Regions from separate parts of the Zea mays genome. Here regions 2 and 3 are each linked to region 1. The links are chromatin contacts, called in public Hi-C maps. All regions are on one chromosome and are shown on one strand. Each heading gives the region's core, a stretch centred on a gene start, on an enhancer-like site or on the middle of the called end of the contact. The rest is flanking DNA. Distances are from core to core; before and after follow the strand shown. Region 1 holds the start of LOC100193655. Region 2 holds the start of LOC103638868 (probable histidine kinase 1). Region 3 holds the start of LOC100191538.

Region 1 (2,915 bases), core at 300-2,799:
CCGACCGTTGGCAGACTTGGAGCCGTTGGCACACCGGACATGTCCGGTGCACACCGGACAGTCCGGTGCCTCCTTCTAGCCGTTGGCTCGGCCACGTGGCCCGCGCAGATCGCGCGGCCGACCGTTGGCCCGGCCGACCGGTGGCTCACCGGACAGTCCGGTGCACACCGGACAGTCCGGTGAATTATAGCCGTACATCGCCGGTGAATTCCCGAGAGCGGCCATTTCGCTCGAGCCAGCCTGGCGCACCGGACACTGTCCGGTGCACCACCGGACAGTCCGGTGCCCCCAGACTCAGCAGATTCTTGGCTGCTCGAGCCAAGACATTTCCAATTGGATTTTTCCTGTTTCCAGCACTTAGACACAACACATTAGTCCATAGAACAATGTACTAAGTCTGAGAAACATACCTTTATCCTTGATTTGTACTTTGTCCACCTTTTTACACTAGGGCACTTGTGTTGGACACTAAATCACCAAAATACTTAGAAATGGCCCAAGGGCACATTTCCCTTTCAACTGCGCCCCCTCGCCCCATGACCTTCGCCTCCACGAAGTCACTCCCCCTGAGAACCCCGCTCTACGCCCCCCTGACAACCTCGCTCCCCTCTCGTGACCTCCACCTTCGTGTCGTCTCCCCCAACCCCACCCCGGGAACCCCGCTTCGCGCCTCCCTCGCCCCGACAACCTCGCTCCCCCGTCGCCACCGCCTGGGTCAGGTCGGATCCACGTTTGGCGGCCCGTTGTCCAGGTGCGCGGCAGGAGAAGAGGTACCTGATGACCTAGCAGAAGTCCCAGTAGTATATCTCCCAGAACCTGGATGCCTCTGCCTCCCCTTCGCGCTCGATTGCGCACACGCCCCCACCCCATGACCTTTGCCTCCACGTCGTTATTCCCCCCGAGTACCCTGCTCCGCGCCCCCTGTCGTCTCCCCCAACCACTCGCCTGAGGCCTACCTCGGGTGGGAGACACAGTCACGACTCACCCGAGGCCGACCCGGGCGACAGATGTAGTCACGACTCGCCGAGGCCTAATGCGAGAGACGCAGTCACGACTCGCCCGAGGCCAACCTCGGCCGGGAGACGCAATCACGACTTGCACGAGGGCTACCCATGTCGGGAGACGCAGTCACGACTCGCCAGAGGCCGACCTCGGGCGGGAGATGCCGTCACGACTCGCTCGAGGCCAACCTCGGGTGGAAGACGCAATCACAACTCGCCCGAGGCCTACCTCAGACGGAAGACGCAGTCACGACTCGATCGAGGCCGACATCGGACGGAGACACATTCACGACTCGCCCAAGGCCGACCTCAGGTGGGAGACGCAGTCACGACTCGCTCGAGGCTAACCTCAGGCGGAGACGCAGTCACGACTCGCCTGAGACCAACAATAACAATACATAAAGTTGTTTTACAATATTGATAATGTTTGCCACACAGAATTTACATATTATATTAATGTTTGTTGTTGTGTATATATGTTTAGTACAAATTTTTTACTCCCGTCAATGAGAAAAGGAAGAGAAAAAGAAAGAAACATGCTTGCTACTTGCTAGCGTTGGGTTATCTGTTTGAGGTATTGGGCCAAAATGTAAGAGTAGAAACAACCCCAGCCGCCGCCAACCCCAACCCCGTTCTCCGGCCCGCCGCTCTCTCTCTCCTAGTCCCCTTCTATCGTGGCAACGACGAGCGACAGTCGCTGCCGCCCTACGGCAGGTGCCCAGGTCTTCTTCGGTCCCTTCGCCGTCGACGAGCACTACCAGGTACGCGCACCCCTTTATCTTCCCTTCCCTGCTGCGCGAAGCCGTGCACCCAAACCCTGTACTCGGATCTGATATACTTACAAGTGTATACGTGTATTATGCTTACTAGCTTCGATTGTCTTGCAAAAAAAAAAAATATGTCGGGTGTACATGTGTACACCCATGTCCTTTACTTGGTCCGCCCTTGTCCCTTAATGTAGCTGGAAAGGGTAGGCCTTCGTGTTATGATTATGAATCTGTGCCCTAGATTGTGACTTCAGAATCGGGCGCTACCATTCCATGCCGGTGCTTAGATTTTGACTTCGGAGAGAGTTGCAAAAAAAAAAAAATCATGCACTTGACTCGGTGATGCTTTTGCTGGTAGTGAATTCGTGAATGTGAGCTGTGTTTCACTTTGTCAATTCCCAGTATATGGAACTAATTAGACTGAATTGTCAATGATAACACAAATTTGATGGTTGCTTGTAACAGTTTTCTTTCGTTATTAACAAAAGAGCAACGATTTGGGAACGTGGTGTCCAGGGGCTTAATAGTTCTCAAATATGTGGACTAAGTGTGTGAACTCTTAGGTTGTACACATATTGTAATTTATGCAAATTTCAAGCTTAATTGTTGAACTTAAGATATTATGTGATGTTTTAAATTATATCATACTTTTTTATACTTATATACTGAAACGGTTGGCAAATCTTATAGTTGTTTAACTAATTATACCATACTTTTTTTATACTTATATACTGAAACGGTTGGCAAATCTTATAGTTGTTTAACTAATTGCTCATTCGAATGTCAGAAAATCTTATAGTTGTTTACCTAATTGACCATTGGAATATATCAAATGTATGTTGGAGTATTGGCTCAGCATGGACTTGAAATTAAAATCCTGGATTAGCTGCTGTTTGTTACTTTGTTTGTACCACCAGCTCAGGGATTAATCTGTTTGGAAAATCATTATAGTTTCTTGGACATAAGATATTTGTTGCTAGAATTCCATTTTTTCCCATTGAATTAAACATAGCTTTGTTCTACAAACACACACATGTATGAGCATTTCATGTAAAACAATGTTACCGCTTTTCTTCATATTCAATATCTAGGACATTTAGCTTCTCTAGGTTCCTGTGTAAATAAAAGCGTGTGGTAATACTCCTGG
Region 2 (2,915 bases), core at 273-2,772, 300 kb before region 1:
AGATAATCGGAAGCTGCTTCTTATCTGCGTATACATTCCATTTGCAGCTCAGTACCAAATTAAACAAAAGGATGGTATCCTCATGGAGGAGTCAAATGAAACGCTATATACACGATATAGATAAATAGATTGATAAATTTTTCAATGCAAATTAATTGATTACAGAAACTGAAAGGCTGACTGGGGAGCAGACTATGATTAATAGAAAGTTAAGAATGATCAAACAAACAACATATGAGTTCATCAAGATGCCAAAAGGATTTGGCTTTGATGGAACATCTCAACAGAGTAGAAGCTTTGCTCAAGAAAACAAATAACAGCGCACTACCAAAAGCTGACACAAAACTCAGCTTTTAACGGAATTCTAAGCCATAAAGATGGAACCTTCCATTCCCTCAAGGCATACTGGATCATCTTTGGATCAAGGGAAGGATCGGTGAAAAAAAAAGTGCACAACCGAATCCAAGATTCTGGGGTTCTCCGGCTGTGGCCAAAATCAAACACTGCTGAATTACCGAACAAAACTAACTGATGAGTCACTAACACTGAGGTGCAAACCTGACAAAACTAACTTATACCCAACTAAACTGAACCCTCCAGGGGATAACACCCTAGTCTTTACGGATCAACTACGCGGCATACAGCTCACAAAGTCAAACACTTGGCCACCAAAGAAAGGCACCACAAGCTTAACTGAAATCAAGAAACAACGGTACGCCCAACTGGAAAACATACGTCGGAGACCTGATCCGAGTAGGATCCCCTGGTCTGATGGGCTAGACGATCTACCCATTCGACGAAATGCCGAAAAAAGATCAAGTGATCCTGGAGAGCTCAAGATCAAATCTCTCACCGCGCGACGGCCGAGCAAAGTTGGTACGCACGAAAGAGCAATAAAAAAACAGCCAAAACGGAACAGCTGGACTGAATAGCACTACGCCCGCCACCCATCCAACAAAATGCCTGGCCGGCCGGCCAGCACTCCCGATCAATAAACCTCGCGGCACGCAAGCAAGGATCGCCCACCTGGAAGAACAAGGCGCAGCTCGGGGAGACGCCATCCCAGACGAGTCGTCACGGCCTGGACGGACGGAGCAGAACTGAGCTGAGCTGCACGCGAGCACAGGAAGCAGGTGCGGGTCAATGCGACGGGGAGCAGAGCAGGAGCAGAGGCGAGGGCCGGAGGAAGAGGGTGGAGTTTGCAGAGGAGGATCTAATGGCCGCGAGCGGGGCGGGGGCGCAGCGTCCATGTGACGAGAATAGTATAAAATTTGCGCGGGGTGGCGGAGGGGCAGGCTGGGCAGCTGGTGCAAGGAATCGAGCCCGCGGGGGCGGATGGGCCATGTGCGCAGCGAAAAGAATTGCGCAACTGGCGACGCCCTCCGCCCGACTTGTTTAGTCTTCGCTCTCGTGGCTGATTTCTTTTTTCCGTTTCTCGCCGGCCAATCTGGCCGCCGCCCCGTGGTGGTGGTAGTGGTGGGCGCGGAGGGAAGCGACGAGGGGAGGCGGTTAATAAACGCGGCGGGGGAACCGGGCGGACGGGGGAGTTTTTTAAATGATGGCTGCGGTCGTGCGGGGTAACGAGCTCGCCGAGTCAGCCGCCTGAGTGCCTGGTACCATGCTTCTGGAGTTCTGGGCCATGGTCATGGTCTATTGGTCTCATGGACGTCCTAGCTTGGATTTGCGTCCGTATAATGTGACGACGCACAATTATATTTAATACCTATAAAAATAAATTTAATATTAAAGTAAACATATAATTCATATATTAAATATTAGAGTGATAAAAACAAATATTATATTTTATTTTATCTAAAAGGCCAACAAAGTTTATGAGTTCAAAAAGAGTCTAATCTGTTTTTTTATAGCTTGCTCGATCGCTTATTGTCCTTCAGCTAACGAGGTGATACATATGAGAGTCCTGAGTTATGTGTGGCTTTTTGTCGTATTATGTTTGAGTGATTTATCATAACACATATGTTGTGTAACAATCAGTAGCGGACCAAGCTGCTACGCTTAGGGTGTGCCGAAAAAATATAAAAAAAGAAACAAAAAAAACAAAGATCAATAAAACTCGAACCTTGACTGTCAAGTTCAAAAGATAGTATTTACATCACTATGCTAACTAATCTTATATGATCTTAGAGTGTGCCGTGGGCCACATAAACCACCCACTAGGTCCGCCCCTAGTAACAATATATAAGGCCCATTGTTGGACAAGAAGTGGGAGACAAGGATATATTTACGCGTTTTGTATGTGACGTAAGAAATTGGTGCTTTAAAAAGGATAAGGATTATCATATATTTTATTTTTCTAGTTTTACGTCCACTTTCTCTTTGATCAGTTTATAAAAACAATTTCGAGGTATTTTTTACCTTCTAAATATTTATTCCTATGAATTTCCCTTTTTGTTTGCGACAAAAAAGCATCGCTACGAATGTATAGTAGGGTCACAGTCCCGACAACACCCAAATGATTCGTACTACTATACTCCTTGGTCTAACATTGTTTTGTCTGATGCCGAAAATCCGGAAATCATGTGATTTTTATTACAAGGGCCATAAAAACTAACTAGCCCACTATTATCATAATAGAAAATTGAAATACTTTCATAGTTAAACAATTTTGGTGTACTTTTGGCTTACCTAGTAAAAATGAATAATTTTCATCGGTCATAACACAGTTGATGAAAATTATCTAATTTTATCGGTAAAAAGATAACAATTAGTAATTTTCATCAACTATCAGAAACCAGACCAAATATAATAGTGTCAAACAGTAGATGAAAATTAAGTGTTTACACCGTTTGATCGGGCCTCCCTCTTTCTTCCTCCTCTCACTCTACTTGTACGGTATCGTGTCACCACATCGTGATGTCCCCATATTGTCCCACCCAGACAAGCCATGTTGCCCT
Region 3 (2,915 bases), core at 277-2,776, 260 kb after region 1:
AACTATTGGAACAATGTCCTAGTAGTTTAAAATTGTGTTGCCCTCTACTTTATGCTAAAATCACACTTATATTTTTCGGTTGTCACCAATATTTTATTATTCTTTTGATGGATTAAAATTTAGGTGAAAATGTCTAATAATGTGATATTAATGTTCTCTTCTTTGTTAGTTCCTAGAACATGTACGTCGTTTTAGTTTTAGTTAGTGGTGCAGACACGCTCAATAAAGTTATCTTTCTTAGGGCTTGTTTGGGAGTAAGTGGAATGAAGGGTATTGATAGGGCTAGAATCACTGACTATTTAAAATTGAATAGTAGAGGATTATAACCCCTCCAACCCCCTCTATTACCCTTACTTCCAAATAAACCCTTAAGGACAGCTTGGTTCCTAGGTATTAGTCTCTCTATTTTATTATATTTTATTAGTTCCTAAATTGCTAAATACAGAAACTGAAATAGAGTTTTAATTTTCGTATTTGAAAATTTAGTAACTAAAAATAAAATAAAATAAAGAAACTAAAAATTAATCCCTAGAAACCAAACACTCCTTAAGAAGTGCTAAAACCTCATCCACCCTATATTTAGGGAATATTCTCCTCCTCTATCACACAACGTCTTCTAAACAATACTGACATTCATTCACCCTCTATATATGGAGGTTCTTTCCTCCCTCCTCTATCAATTTTAATGTCTTAAATAACAGATTTAGCAAAACTAAAATATGCATAAAATATTTTAGAGTGTGACAAATACATACATATAAAAATTAAAAATAAAATGTCTTTAAAATTTGGTATTTAGTATAGAAAACCAGATATAGAGAACGTGGCTGTAGAGAAAAAATATAGATGAGAGAATATTTTAAAGAAGATAGTAAAGAATCCATATATATCAATATATAAGATGAATATAGAGTACCTTGTTAAGACAGTGTAAAGCGCTCTCAAGCAATCAGGCCGGCACATCACACTTAGAGATGGCAATGGGTACCCGCTACCCGAAACCCGGTGGGTTTTTGCTCTATTAGGGTATGGGTTTGGGTCAATTTCTCTACCCATGGGTTTGTTAATGGGTTCAAATGGAAACCCAACGGGTACGTGGGCATGGGTTTGTTCTTCCACTACCCATACTCGCAAACCCATGTGTTTTTTAAAACCCGCCTTAAAATTAACATTCCTTATAAATATGTCTCATAATATTATTAATTGAATATGTTCTAATTGAAATAAACTTCATGTAACAAATTTTAGGCTAAAATTAGTTATCACTTGTTCCTTTTATGCTAGCTTATTAATGTATTGATTGTCATTTACATGATAAATTATTTTTTATGTTGAAGTTAGTGAGTATGGGAAACCCGTTGAGTACCCGAAACCCGCATGGGTACGGATTTGGCCAAAATTTTATACCCGTCATGGGTATGAGTTTTTTAGCGGACATATTTTTTTTCGTAGGTATGAGTTTGGGCAAATAATACCCTGCGGGTTTTTACCCATTGTCGTCTCTAATCCCACTCACAACGCATCTGCAACTGCGCGTGACAGGGTCACGGCGGCTGGGCGCGAGACGCGGCCCTGCGCCCACGCCAGCCGCCAGCCGCCGCCCATTTCCCTTTCGTCCCCGCAAGTGCTTCTTATCCTCTCGCAGTCTCGCTCTCGAGCCTCGCGTCGCAGCCCTCGTCGCATAGGCGTGCATCCAGCATCCTCTCCCGGATAAATACCTGGGGGCAAACAGCCCGGCTCTCCTCGCTTTCCCTTCACGCACGCACGCACGCACGCTCGCCAAGAGCAAAGGCGGCCGGACGGGGGGCGGCGGGGGCGGGGCAGAGCGGAGCGGAGCGGTTTGTCTCCACGCCTGACGTCTCCCTCTTCCCCGCTGTCCGCAGCTTCGGTGCTTCCTTCTCCCGTTCAGGTGTTTCCTCTGCGCTTTTTCATATCCTGGTTTGTATATAGGAGGACGACCAATCTGGCGAACTAGCCCCGAGTAGCGGCGAAGTTTGCCACAGACGTGACGTTTCCTTCCCTTGCCCGTGGTTGCCATTTCGACGGTGGTTTTGTTTCGCGTAGATTAACCGTTGTGGTGTCCTAATATTCGGGCGTCTCTTGCTTGCATCTATGTTCTTGTTGGTTCCATGGCGAATGGCTGTCTTGTGTGGATTGGAATCTAGGGTGAAGCATTGTGCGAGGCCGTTAGGTTTGTTTTTTTCGCGGCGTCAGTAAATGTCTTGATTCATTTACGGCTAGTTTGGGAACTCAAATTCCCTCTAGAATTGGAGGGGAAATTAGCTGAGAGATGGCAGGCAGATACAAACTTTCTGCGATTATTACTAAGAACAATTGAAGGCTCGAGGAAATCAATTGACCTATGCTCATCTCCAAAGTAGAAGTCTCACCAGCCAGACAGGCAGTCATTACAGAACGAGCACCTATGATGGGGATGGAAGTACCTCTCCAACCATTCCCCCTCCCAACCCTACTTTATATTCTATTATTCCTCATATTTCTCCTTCTCTCCAATCATTCTCCCTATTCAGCTCCCCTTTAACTTAGCTATTTATTTTTTACATCAGTTTTTGGAGTTTGTAGTACCGTAATACACATTGTTATCTATTAATTAAACTAAAAAAAATCTAGCCGTAAATACAATTATTAAGTGGAGATTGGGAGACTACAACTCCAACTCTCCACGGGGAAAATGGGGGGGGGGGGGGGGGGGGGGGCGGACGCCCCCACATACACCGGATAGCAGGCAGGGGGCCGTTGGAGGCCACCAGGTGAGTGCAGGGCCCAGTGTTCGGTCAGTGAGGCAGCAGGTATCCACAGGGCTTTCCAACTTTTCATTCTTGATTTACTGATCATTCACCACTTGTTACACTTAATTGACTTGATTGTGCAGGACCATTGTGTTTACTGAAGCA

Evidence for each region. A called contact is a pair of places that touch in the nucleus more often than the background predicts.
Region 2: a Hi-C map of ear shows a contact between it and region 1, with 2.7 times the contacts expected there. The contact joins the promoter of LOC103638868 here to the promoter of LOC100193655 in region 1. A contact is called at or near these places in 5 of 25 Hi-C or Micro-C datasets (ear, endosperm, leaf and 2 more).
Region 3: a Hi-C map of leaf shows a contact between it and region 1, with 6 times the contacts expected there. The contact joins the promoter of LOC100191538 here to the promoter of LOC100193655 in region 1. A contact is called at or near these places in 4 of 25 Hi-C or Micro-C datasets (ear, leaf and tassel).

Annotation. Positions count from the first base shown.
Region 1 is chr9:113,322,428-113,325,342 of Zm-B73-REFERENCE-NAM-5.0, forward strand. It overlaps LOC100193655, which reads left to right and starts at 1,550. Exons shown (of 2, transcript NM_001138749.1): 1 at 1,550-1,762.
Region 2 is chr9:113,018,414-113,021,328 of Zm-B73-REFERENCE-NAM-5.0, forward strand. LOC103638868 (probable histidine kinase 1) reads right to left here and starts at 1,523. Exons shown (of 13, transcript XM_020544106.1): 1 at 1,027-1,523; 2 at 1-24.
Region 3 is chr9:113,584,446-113,587,360 of Zm-B73-REFERENCE-NAM-5.0, forward strand. It overlaps LOC100191538, which reads left to right and starts at 1,527. Exons shown (of 5, transcript NM_001136969.1): 1 at 1,527-1,909; 2 at 2,894-2,915.